Regions from separate parts of the Mus musculus genome. Here region 1 is linked to region 2. A link is a contact called in public HiChIP or PLAC-seq data. All regions are on one chromosome and are shown on one strand. The core of a region is the stretch at or near the end of the contact, and the rest is flanking DNA. Distances in the headings are between cores, read along the strand shown.

Region 1 (3,328 bases), core at 232-2,731, 210 kb before region 2:
AATATAAAACTTGAAAGTAAATACATTAGAAAAATAGAACCCAGCAGAGCAATGGCACACAGCATGTGTGGGCAGAATGGAACCCTGTGCTGTAGGGTGGGACAGCCATGGTGGCCCCTGACTCAGCCATCCCACTCCTAGATACATACTCAAAACAGTTCCAAACAGGGATTCCAGCAGATTGTGCACGTTACAAACTGACCAGTGCCTGTCAATAGATGAGCCAAACGTGGCCTGCTCTGTAACTGATTTAGGTTAGTCTGTTGAAGGGGAACATAAAAACACTGTGCTAAGGGGAAGTCAGCCAGGTGTATAAGGGTGAAGAGAGTAGGCTTCCCCAGGCATGAGATACTCAGGCCAGTCACAAATTGCACATCTTATAAAAGAGGGCACCCTGGAGGTCGTGACAATGGGTGGAGAGATGGTTGTTGAGGAGGAGCCTGGTGCCGCATAGCCAGTTATCCCATCCACACTGGCTGACCTCACAGCCCAGCAGTGTGTGCTAGTGTAAGCCTATTCTGATGCACGCTTGTGCAGGACATGGAGGTCGGAGAACCACGCTGGAAGGTACAGTTTCCACCCTGTCCAGAAGCACCTGCCTTGCTCTGTACTAGAGCTGCAGGGCCACGGCTCAGGGAGATCTGGCTGATGGTCTCTATTCAAAGCAGGTCTGTGCCTTGTGTGGAGGCCAAGGGACCCTTTCCTCTTCCAAACTCCTTCTAGGAATGTTGCCAAAGCCCTGCAGTCCTGCACTGTGTGCCTGTGTTGGCCCTGCCTGAGTGATCCTTAATGCCAGAGCTCTATGGGTCCGGGTGCTGTGGTGACTCAGCCATGGAAGCTTGGGCCTTTCCAACTTCATAAGGAAATAGGAAGAAGCCCCGAGTAAGGGGATGCTAAGGCTGAACAGAAACGCAGAAAGCACAAGGAACTTAGGCAGCAGCAGCAGCACGGGTGGAAACACACGCACGCGGGGCCCGGTGAGAGCCAAACACTTCAGCGGGAGAGGCCCATGCATCTCTTCCCAGTAGAAGATGCATTTGCTGCACCCAACAACATACATCTGTGATCTCCAGACCCTATTACCTATGTGCAGCTTGGCCCTTCCAGCGCGGGGGTCCATTTACTTTGATTTCCAAGTGCATCATTGTCTACTTGCTAACAAACCAGACAGCGCGGAAAGAACTTAAATTATTCCAGCTCTATTCTTCTAGCCCTTGTGCTAGGCCTGAGGACCTTAATCCCTGAAAGGCTGCGTGAATGAGAGCCGCTGGGTGCAGCTGGGCGCACAGGGCGGAGGACTCTGAGGACAGCGCCGCCGCTGCACAGGCCAGCTTTGCAAAGGCTTTTTTTTTTTTTTTTTTTTTTTTTTGCTGGTCCTGCAATTCATTTATTTTAAGAAAGGGAACTGGGAAGAAAGGCTACAGTCCAGGTCTTTGGGCCTCTGATCATTTGATGAACGCTGGGTTGGCAACATGGGCCTCCAGCTTCTCAGGCCAGACAAAGGCACCCCAGCCGCCCAGGACAAAACCCCAGCGGCCTCTAGGGGTGGCGGCCTGGGAAAGGCCCACCTCAGTCTGCGAGGAGCCGCCTGCCCTTTGATCTCTCTCGAGACCCCAGCCGGGCCCCAGGTCAGGGGATTTCACACTGCAGACCCCTGGGGAAGGGGAGCAGGTCAGTTTTGGTGATGGATCCTAGAGAACAGGGAGCCTGCTGGCTCCGACCAGTTCCACATGGATGATCTTGCATTGTGAGCACAGAGCCCGCACTTTAAATGGAATCTGATATTACATGGTAGAATGGACCTAGCAAATGGCAGGCCTGGGCCTACGGATGACAGTTAGCCCACCCCCTGGGCCTGACCAACTGACTGCCCTTGCTTCTTTCTCTAGGAGGTGAATGGAGTCACTAAAACTCCATGCCAGATCACGCCAACCCAGTGTTCCCCACTAAGGCCCAACGCTGGCTGGTACCTTAAGAGCTCACCCTGCTGTTTGCCATCTTTCTGTATGAAATGTTTGCCAAAGAGCTTTTTATAGCACCCTGCAAGCATAGCCATGAAAGAAAACATCTAGCTAAAATTGTCTGTATCATTCTGAGGGGATTTTGGTGTAACAAAAGGAAAATATTATGTTCATGAGAGCAAATACAGGATGGGCGATAAGAGAAAAAGTACGTGAGTCCTGTTGATTGCTACCCCCCGCACCAGGCATCAGCGACTGCACGTTCGCAAAGAGAAAAGATGTTTCCAAGGAGCCAGAGCAGCATTCATAGATAAGGAGAAAGAAGTTTGTAAGAAAAATGCTAAGGTTGTGTTAAGACGCTCTGCCAAACAACATCCCTAAAAGCTGTGAGCAAGCAACAGGGCCTTTGCTTTGTGCTTGGCTTTTGTCTTTGCATATTCCTGCAAGTAGCTTAGCGGGGGGGGGGGGGGGGGGGGGGGGGGCTCAGAGAGCAGCAGGGGAAGCCAGAGCCTGGGGGGTGGGGGGTGGGGAGTGGCTCAAGTGACTCCAGGGCAGCTTAGCAGGCTCAAGGGTTCACAGATGAGCAAGACTGTAACTGAGTTACTCAGATCTGTGCTTCGTAGACCTATAGAATGAATCAGTCAGGAGGGACAAGGTGAAGGCAGGCGGGCAGGAGCTGGGCCTTCCCAGCATCTCTGCCTGGGGTTCTCAGGGTGCAGGTCCCCAGGAGTGATGGAGCCTGCTCCTTTAACTTTATCCCTGGCTTCCTTTCCCTCAATGGTCTGAATTCCACAAGACAACTGCTTAGTCATTATAGATATAGAAAGTCTTATTGTGGGCCAAGTATCGGGTTGGAATGTTCAAAACCCAGCCCAGGAATGCCTGAAGTCCTCTTGAGGGACAGGTTCTAGTCTAGTCCTAGGACCCATATCCTAGGCCTGCAACCCATTTTGAGTCTTAAGGAGGGTGTTAAGAGGACTTGTGAGGGGTCAGGGTGTGGCTCAGAAGCACAGGGCTTACTTAGCCTGTGTGAGGCTGGGACACACACACACACACACACACACACACACACACACACACACACACTAGTGTATTAGAACCTGTTCTTAGGTGCCACCCCTCTAAACCAAGTCTGCATACTGGTGGTATTAGAACCTGTTGTGCCAAGAAGTCTGAATCACACCTTGCAAAACCAGTAAACAGCTGCAAGGATGTGCTGACCTACAACAGGGTTTGAAGGTTCAAGGCTGCCCTCTGGCCTCCTCACACTGCATCAAGCTGCCAGGGGCAGACCCTTATCGCAGACACACTATGGGTGCTGGTTCCACCTAAAATAAAGAACGAATCTCAAAAATAAGCACACTTGC
Region 2 (2,971 bases), core at 131-2,630:
TATCCCCTAGGGTTCCCAGGATTTCATGGTGCACATCAATTTCAGGGTTGGTGTCTACCACCTCCAAACTGCCTTCAGGTAGGGGTCTTGAGGGTCTTAAGGGTACAAGCCAGCAAACCACGTGTCTTGTCTAGACAGCCTCTCAGGAAACAACATTCCTCTGACGCTCTGGCTCTTATCTCTCCCCCTCAAAACCTTAGTGCACTTTAGTGTAAAACTAGACAAAAGTTTCTCTTGTGGAAATCCTGGCAGATCTCCTGCCCCCTCCTTGACTGTAGACCTAAGTTCTGTCTATGGTGAGGGAAGCTGTCTAGGCCAAATTATGTTCAAAACTGTCTCTTGGAGCCAATAGACTTAGAACCAATCAGCTTATAATGGCACTTGCTATCGAAGTCACAGACAATAGTCCAAGGAAAGCGATCTGTACTCAGAAGTTATTCCATAAGATAGTTCTATAGTTGTGATTTAAACTTTGCTCAGTTACACACTCTTGCTGACAGGGAGTTAAAATCTGTATATTTCTCCTGAACACAATTGTGATGTACTAAGTATTAAGCACCCATGATTTTAAGTCTTTTTTGTTTGTTTGTTTGTTTTTTGTGTTTTGTTTTTGGTTTTTTGAGACAGGGTTTCTCTGTAGCCCTGGCTGTCCTGGAACTCACTTTGTAGACCAGGCTGGCCTCAAACTCAGAAATCCACCTGCCTCTGCCTCCCAAGTACTGGGATTAAAGGGGTGCACCACCATGCCCGGCTAGCACCCATGATTTTAAAGAGGACAACATTCATGCTGAGATTAATAATGCTCCCAAGATTAGGCCAAAAAGTTGCAATGTCAAATTATTAATCCAAAACTTTCTAAGTGAAGTATCCTTTCCCTCAAAGTGATTATTTTAAATAAAATTTTTAAAATGTAATAAATTGACCATAAAAACAAACTCTGTGGGAAAGGAGTGTGTGTGTGTGTGTGTGCATGTGTGTTTATGCGTGTGTGTTAAAAACAAATCTCGGATTTTTCAAACTTGTTCCTGCTGTCTCTTTTGCAGCAGCTGTTTCCAGTCTGCTCATCATTACAGGGCCTGAGTTAGGATTAGATTCAGCATATGAAATTCAAGCAAGCTCAAGCCCTTGATGCAAAGGCAGTGTCTCCCTCTAGAAGGGCTATTCCTCCAGCACCAAGGGGGGAGCACCCTCCCAAATCTCCTGTCTTCGTGGGTGACTGCCAGCAGTAGGGACTATGGTAGTCTTTTCTGTGTTTCCTCAAGGTCTGAGTGTGGCTGCCTGCTGATCCTCTGATGAAGATGGCTGTAACTAGGGGGGACTGTGTAGCTGGGACAAAGCATGATCTGGCGGAGGAGTGGGGGAAGGGGCTTAAGTTGATGATTGCAAGGATTTCACACTCCAGCACTTAAACCAAGGTCAGACACAAAGGATACTGTGAATTGAGGTATTTGTGGGTGGAGAGGAAGCCAAACAAAAGCAAACAGCTTCTCTGGATTTAAACCCATTCCCTGTGTTTGCTGGCTTTTCTCCCTGGCCAGGAAATCCTGATCTCAGGCAGCTCTGAGAGCTGCCTTGATGTATAGAGGGCTCTGAAGCCTTGCTTGCTGACATCATCATGCTAATTTGAGTTGTATCTTGTCCCTCATGAATAAATCACTACTCTAGAGCCGAGCTGTGCACTGCCCTCCCACCCCAGGAACTAATTAAGGGTGGTTTTAATATTGTTATTCACAAGATAGTTGCTTTTCATTTACTAACAAGGGTGGGGCAGAAGGTCTTGGGGACAAAGGGGCTCCAGATGCCCCTCTGGCTACCTGAGGATGGGGTAAGGAAAGAGCCAGACTTGCCCTGTGGGTCTGTACCTTCCTCTGAAACCACTCATTAGTATGGACTACTGAGGACTCACAGTTTGGGTGTTTTGGAGGGTGCTGGTACTATGCTGACTTCTACTCCTACCCCACAGCTTGGGATCACAAGCAGGCTGGAAGGCTGCTACAGCCAGGACAGTTACTGCATTAAGAGAAACAGAGCCCATTAGGTAGGACTGGCACAGTTCAACTCTACAAATGTGAACACAGACAGGTGAATGCAACTTGAGGAGCAACGTGTCTGAAACAAATATAATAAACAGATGCTAGGAGGGACCAAGATTAGAACACGGTTTATGCCAGGTAGCCATGCTTCAGGACCACGGCTTTTAATAGAATAAGTCTTTATTACCAGCAATCAAACATGTAAAGCCCCTTCAGGTCACCAGCCCACAGCTTTGCCACATGGCCCTTCTGGGAAAAAAGAACAAGAACAAACTTACGTACAGCATACGTTGGTTCTTGGGTTCTTCCTGGTTCACTAAAAAATTATTATAAATAATAATTAATAAAGATTTTTAAGATATATCAGGTGAGAAACATACTAAATATAGAAAATGAATGGCCTCCATGCTGTTCCTTCTGTTCTTGGCATAAGTGGAAAGACATGGGCAGAGGCCACGTGCCCAAGTGTGAATGTGAGACCAGACTGCTGATCAGTGTACACAAAAACTTACAGCAGCAGCTTGCTCTTCCTGGATCTTACAGCCTAAGAGTGCTGACGGGCAGAGACTTCCGATGGAGATAAGTTAACTCTACATGTATGTAGAGGTTCTGAGTTACATAGTGGTGTTCATACCCCACTCCACCCCAGCTCTTCTATATGTATGCCTGCCCATTCTTCATTCCTTGCTGTCCCTCGGCAGGGTCCAGACACAAGTCGTGCAGCTTGAGGTCATTTGTTGTCTTGAATAGATCTTGTTCTTTATGTCTTTGTTTTGGAAGTTTTTAACACCACACTTCACAGCATTCAGTATTGGAACCTCCTCGCCATTCTCTACAAGGAGAAAGGGTTGAAGCCGTGTATGTTCATACAGCTATGTCACAAAAACTCTATAACTTTGAGCTTCTTCAAATGCTTAGCAGTACTTCCCATCTTCCAT

Evidence for each region. HiChIP or PLAC-seq counts read pairs in DNA pulled down with a chosen protein or histone mark.
Region 1: a contact with region 2 is called in an H3K27ac HiChIP or PLAC-seq map of stem cell-derived anterior neural progenitor cells, with 9 times the contacts expected there. The contact joins two enhancer-like sites. A contact is called at or near these places in 5 of 39 promoter capture datasets (cranial neural crest, embryonic stem cells, hippocampal neurons and 2 more), 2 of 484 Hi-C or Micro-C datasets (the N1E-115 cell line and cerebral cortex), 9 of 115 datasets of contacts at active chromatin or transcription factors (embryonic basal ganglia, embryonic midbrain, embryonic stem cells and 1 more) and 1 of 9 other capture datasets (embryonic stem cells).

The regions. Positions count from the first base shown.
Region 1 is chr12:117,255,729-117,259,056 of GRCm38.p6, reverse strand. The region is part of intron 21 of Ptprn2 (protein tyrosine phosphatase, receptor type, N polypeptide 2); the gene reads right to left. The region is part of intron 2 of Gm5441 (predicted gene 5441); the gene reads left to right. Among named protein-coding and RNA genes, the nearest start is that of Mir153, 6.6 kb to the right of the region's middle. Within about 2 kb of position 1,481, at least 71 of the 459 cell types and tissues checked have an H3K27ac peak or open chromatin away from gene starts, as enhancers often do. A contact at or near this core is called in stem cell-derived anterior neural progenitor cells, where this site is marked.
Region 2 is chr12:117,046,465-117,049,435 of GRCm38.p6, reverse strand. The region is part of intron 12 of Ptprn2 (protein tyrosine phosphatase, receptor type, N polypeptide 2); the gene reads right to left. Among named protein-coding and RNA genes, the nearest start is that of Gm10421, 100 kb to the left of the region's middle. Within about 2 kb of position 1,380, at least 51 of the 459 cell types and tissues checked have an H3K27ac peak or open chromatin away from gene starts, as enhancers often do. A contact at or near this core is called in stem cell-derived anterior neural progenitor cells, where this site is marked.